2 separate regions of the Mus musculus genome follow, and region 1 is linked to region 2. Evidence: chromatin contacts called from public Hi-C data. All regions are on one chromosome and are shown on one strand. The core of a region is the stretch at or near the end of the contact, and the rest is flanking DNA. Distances in the headings are between cores, read along the strand shown. Region 1 holds the start of Slc46a3 (solute carrier family 46, member 3). Region 2 holds the start of Zkscan5 (zinc finger with KRAB and SCAN domains 5).

Region 1 (2,831 bases), core at 212-2,711, 2.7 Mb before region 2:
GAAAGAAAGAAAGAAAGAAAGAAAGAAAGAAAGAAGAAGAAGAAGAAGAAGAAGAAGAAGAAGAAGAAGAAGAAGAAGAAAAATTGTCAACAAGAGGTTGGAAATCAATCAAACTCTGTAGATCAGCTAGCAGCAATGTTTGTTATTTTAGGCATATGAAGATTGTACAGTGCTGTGAAACTGTCAAGAGTGCGATGTTGAGAGTTACTTCCTCAATTCTCTCTGTGGCTATCTAGAGTCATCAGATCGCCTTCTCTCCAGTACAGAATATCCTTTTCTGCTAGTCAGCTCCTTTAGCCGCCCTTCCCACTCTGAAGCTGTTCCAGATCTGCCTCGAGAGAGGGTGGTTCAGTGGTTAGGAGCATTGCACCAGTACTCTCATCTGGGCAAAAATAGCCCATAGTCTGGAGTGTTACTCCTTTATCAATAAGGCTCTGGCCCACATCTGACCTTGATCTCTAGATAAGAGTAAGAGGCGCATTTGCAGGATTGTCCCCCACTTCCTGACGCAACCACTCCAGCCTAAGGTCTTCCTTTTTTGGACGGGTCCCCAAATCACAGAACTCTCAGCTTGCTTCTCTTCCTCAGGAAGTAACCCCCTATCAGCTGCAGGTGTGCTCCAGCTGTGCGCGTTGGCGGCCATTAGCGGCGGTCCTACTGTCTAGGGTGTTGCCATGGCTTTGTGAGACTTACTTACATCTTCTCAACAGAGAAAGAGCCGACTTTCAGAGAGATTTAACAATCCCCTCCCCCGCAACTCAGCAGGGGTGGCTGGAGAGAAGCTCACTAATGAAGAACACTTACTGCTCTGGGTTCCGTTTCTACGCTCTCAGGGCAGCTCACAACTGCCTGTAACACAAATTCTAGCACCATTTTCTGACCTCTGCTCGGCGTGGGCATACACATAAAATAAATGACTACGTAAAATGTAGTGAATATTTCGTTTAAATTTTCCCAAGGCCAACAACTCCCCTACTCGGAACTCTTCTCCTCTCATGAACTTTCAGTGTCTTCTCTCTCACATTGCTTGTGCAGACGCTTGCTGGGTCCACCGGAATGCTGCAGTGAACTGCAACCCTAGCGTATGACGTTTCCAACCACTTATTATTATCATCATTATTATCATTATTATTATTATCATTATCTGCTTTGGACAGGAGTCTTGTTATATCGTTGGGCTAGTCTCGAACTCTCGATCCAGATACCTATGACTCCACGGCGCTTCAGCGAAAACCAATAATCCTATCCAGATACGCTTAGCAGAACCTTCGCAGAGCTGCCGGGATCACCCAACTTGCCCAGCAACTCGGGGAGATTCAGCCGCTGAACCTTCGGGGGCGGGTGCAAGAGAATGACACTGCGCTAGACCAATCGCTACGGGGGCGCCGGCCGCCATACCCAATCACAAGCGAGCTAGGGAAGCGGGTGACAGCTCCGGCCGAAGATTGCCAGCTCTTGGCAGAGTGATGATGCTCGGCGGCCGAGTCACCACTAGGGCCCAAAGACCAAGAGTGCGGCGGCGCGGGGAGCGGCGGGGACTGAGTCCAGGGCCAACAGAGTCCGGGAGGTGCGCTTATTTCTCTTTGCCTTCTAACAGGGCTCGAGTGTCCCGTCCCAAGGGACGTCCCCCTGTTGCGGTCTAGCTCCACCTCGCTGCCCCTTCCTTTGGCTCTTCCCAGCTGGCGAACCGTGCTGAAAACCCGGGGGCGCTACGCCCCGCACTGGGTAACGGAGAACACAGTCCCGACTACGGTCCCACCTGTGCCTAGCCTAGCAGGAAAACTGTAACCGTGGGGTGAGTTTTAAAAACGAAAACAGAAACTAAACTCCCCTTCCGATCGGGAGCTGCTTTTTACAAGGCCCTTAACCTGCAGCCAAAATAATAGTAATTACATAACCTCCGGGTCCCCGGGTAACTTCATTGTTTACCTTATGGGAACCGGCCGGTGCTGTTCTGCTCAGCACTGTGAGCATTAGCTAAGCGGAGTCGGGGGCGGAGGTTGACTTAGTCCCTGCTCCTCGGAGAGAACTAGGGTACCCTCTCCCGGCAAGGGCACTCTCTCAGAAATCTGGAACTCTTTTTGCTTGCTAATGTTTGTTTATGACACATTGTTCCAACTTCCCCACTTTTGAGAATTTAGCCTCTGGGATAAAAAATCAACTGATGATTTCTATCCCCCCCCCCCACACTCGCCCCGTTTCTCTCCTCCCGCTTCCCGCTCTGCAATAGACTCGATCTGCCCACTTGAGCAATATGAAGATTTCATTCATAGAGCCCGCCATTCTCCTGAACGCGTTTGCTATGACTCTGACCATCCCGCTGACAGCGCAGTACGTGTACCGGAGGATCTGGGAGGAAACCGGTAACTACACCTTTGCTTCCAATAGCAATGGCTCTGAGTGTGACCAAAACAAAAGCAGCTCCATCTTTGCATTCCGGGAGGTAAGAAATTAAAATTAAAACCTCCCATCCTGGAGTCACAGGGAATGGAAACAGGTTCCAAACCAAAGAGGCTCTCCAAGGTGTGACCACACACACACACACACACACACACACACACACACACACACACTGAAATTAAGCCACCTTCTCTCTGTTCCTATTTCGGTTAATAGTTCCTCTTGACACCTTTAATCTGGCTCTTTCTAACTCTCTAAGGCACCTCCACTCCTGTCCCCAATCCCCACCCACCTTGTGGGACCAACTCTTTTATCCTTAGGAAATCTCACTACAATCTCACCCACTCTTCCTTGGTCTCTTGAATAACAAAAGTCCAGAAAAACTGACCAGAGTCAGCTGCCTCCCATGGGGGCGGGGCAGCAATTGTTGA
Region 2 (2,795 bases), core at 246-2,745:
AGAAAAGAAACACAAGTAGGGAACGTGAGCTTAATTTTCAAAGAAGAAGGGCAGGAGTAGGAAGAAACACATTATTCTTTAAAACTCATTACATGTTGGGTACAGTGGCACACGCCTTTCATCCTAGCATTTGGAGGGGCGGGGCAGACACAGGTGGATCTCTGTGAGTTCGAGTCTACATAGAGATCTCTGGTCTACATAGTGAAATCCAGAACACCCAAGGATACATAGTGGGGCTGTCTCAAAAACAACAGCAAAGCCAGAATATGAACGACTGAAGCACCACAGGGCTAAGACTGCATGGCAGCTCCTTCCTCACTGTCCCCGTTTCCTCTTGCAACGCACCTGTTGTCTGCGCTCCTCCAGCTCTCTCTGGATACTCTCTATCACAGCCACGGCTTCTTCCCCACTCTCGGGGTGATGCTCTCTCACCCAGGCCTGAAACTCTTCAGGCAGGATGGTGAGGAACTGCTCCAGCACCAGCAGCTCCAGGATCTGCTCTTTGGTGTGCAGCTCCGGCCTCAGCCACTCACAACAGAGAACCCGGAGCTGGCTGAGAGCATCGCGGGGTCCTGCTGCCTCATGGTACTGGAAGTGCTTGAAGCGCTGGTAAAAAGTCTCAAGCACTGGCCGGTTGTATCCCTGCATCCAGGAGCAGTCCTCTTCTTCTACTTTCACTATGAGAAGGTCTGCTTGCTCTTGCGAAGTCTCAGCGGGAGGCTCTAAGTGTATAACTGCCCTGGATTCTGTCATTATCATTCCAACTGAAGAGTCTCTAGACTCTAGCCCGTTACACTAACCCGATTTGTTCTCTGCTCTTCTAAAGGGCACTTTTTGTAGTGAACAACCTTACTGGAATGTCTGGAATTATTATTAGCTAAGAGAGGTGGCAACGACGTCATCTAGACTAAAGAAAAACCACTCAACAAAGTCATTCACTTTAAGATATAGAGAAGTTAGTCATCACTTCTCCCATAAAACAGCTAATAGCGACTACGTCCAGATTTTAATAACGTAAAAAAAAAAAAGGCCATTAAAAAGTGACATCAGGCCCAACTTAAAACAGTTTTAAAAATGAGAAAGTCCATATCTCATATAAATAACGGGACAAAATTATTCCAGACGGAGTCGTTTCTTCTCTCGATCATAAGCCAAACTGAAGTCAGTATAGGAATGAAACCCATTAAAATGGTCATATCTCATTCTGGCTTTCAAGCCATAAGAGCTTGATAGATAAACGAAAGACTTCATTAGTTCTATGAGAAGTACGGTTATACTAAAAAATTTGGACCTGGATTCTTTGTAATAGCTCCTGACCTGGAGACAGAGACCAGCCGGGTCAAGGTTAGGGACAGGACTCCAGTGTGGACACAATGTCCTACCAGCTCCTCTCCAGTCTTTAAGTCCCGGGGACCCAAAGATCAAACTCCCCGCAGCCCAGGCTTGGAAGATGGAGTTCTCACAAGCCAAGAGAGAGGCAAGTCCGACACTTTCCAACAGTTCATCGCCGGAAGTAACCAAGTACGAGCTTCAGCCATAAATCCCACCCCCAAGAGCGCTTCCGCAGCCTCTCTAGGAATCCCGGAGGTCCTAGCAGCACAGCGGGAAGGAGGAGCTACTCCTGAGCCCGCCCCCTTGTGGAGCTGACCAATCAGTCACCCTCAAGCAAGAGGCTACAAGAGCCTGGGGAAAATAGAGCTAATCTATTTCCCACCCCCAAAACCAGAGCATGGGCTTAGCTCAAGGGTAGGAATCTAGGGGGCCGGTCGGGGAAAACAAACAAACAAAATAGGTCCACCCTCTCTCTCCTCTGATTGGTCGAGCACAGCCTCACCCACCCACCCACCGCAGCACTCTGGAATTGAAGTAGGTCTGCACCATCCTGGCCACTTTTCTAAACACGCAAAGATTCTTTATTGCCCTAGAGTGGCTGAGGCTCTCGGGACTACATCTCCCAAGGAGCTGCGCGCGAAGTCTAGCCAATATGGCTGTGGCTCTCTGTCTCCAGGGCTTATTAATATGCTGCCGGGGAGGCAGACCTGACTGGCTCCGTGATAGAGGCTCTTACTGCCAAGCCTGATGACATGAGCTGATCCCTGGACTTGAGACATCCAAAAATTGTCCTTTGACTTCCACAGCTCTCCATGTAAGCCCCTTCCCCGCAGGCATTAGGTAATTTTTTAATGTTAAAGGGCATCAGGGTGTCTAGTCCGAAAGTTATATCAATTAATTGTTCGTATTTTTTTTCTATTGCTTCTGCACTTGACTAGCTTTTGAAAAACAAAACAAGCCGCGCGGTGGTGGCGCACGCCTTTAATCCCAGCACTTGGGAGGCAGAGGCAGGTGGATTTCTGAGTTCAAGGCCAGCCTGGTCTACAAAGTGAGTTCCAGGACAGGCAGGGCTACACAGAGAAACCCTGTCAAGAAAGGAAGGAAGGAAGGAAGGAAGGAAGGAAGGAAGGGAGGAAGGAAGGAAGGAAGGAAGGAAGGAAGGAAGGAAGGAAGGGAAAGAAAGAGACAAAACGAATGCAGCAGAGGGAAGAAAGAGAGAGAAAAAGGAAGAAAAAAAGAGAAAAACAAAACAAACAAAACGAATGCAGCAGAGGGAAAAAAGCGCCTGTTGCTGTATCGGCTGAAAAGCTGAAAGATGCGCCCAGAGCATGGCAGCCAGGCGGCTGGGGAGAAACAATAGTTTGAAGACAGAAGTTTTGCTTAAAGCCTGTTACCCTAAATTGTAAATCCCATTTTAAATTATCTACCCCTCTCTTGAGGCGTTTTCATCATTTTCCAAGTCC

Evidence for each region. Hi-C and Micro-C count contacts between places; a contact is called where the count stands out from the background.
Region 1: a contact with region 2 is called in a Hi-C map of B cells, with 9 read pairs. The contact joins the promoter of Slc46a3 here to the promoter of Zkscan5 in region 2. A contact is called at or near these places in 2 of 39 promoter capture datasets (cranial neural crest and embryonic stem cells), 1 of 484 Hi-C or Micro-C datasets (B cells) and 1 of 9 other capture datasets (liver).

What each region holds. Positions count from the first base shown.
Region 1 is chr5:147,893,445-147,896,275 of GRCm38.p6, reverse strand. It overlaps Slc46a3 (solute carrier family 46, member 3), which reads left to right and starts at 1,461. Exons shown (of 6, transcript NM_027872.4): 1 at 1,461-1,795; 2 at 2,231-2,443. The coding sequence starts at 2,255.
Region 2 is chr5:145,203,259-145,206,053 of GRCm38.p6, reverse strand. Zkscan5 (zinc finger with KRAB and SCAN domains 5) reads right to left here and starts at 1,495. Exons shown (of 6, transcript NM_016683.2): 1 at 346-1,495. The coding sequence starts at 759. It also overlaps a transcript of Zkscan14 not described here.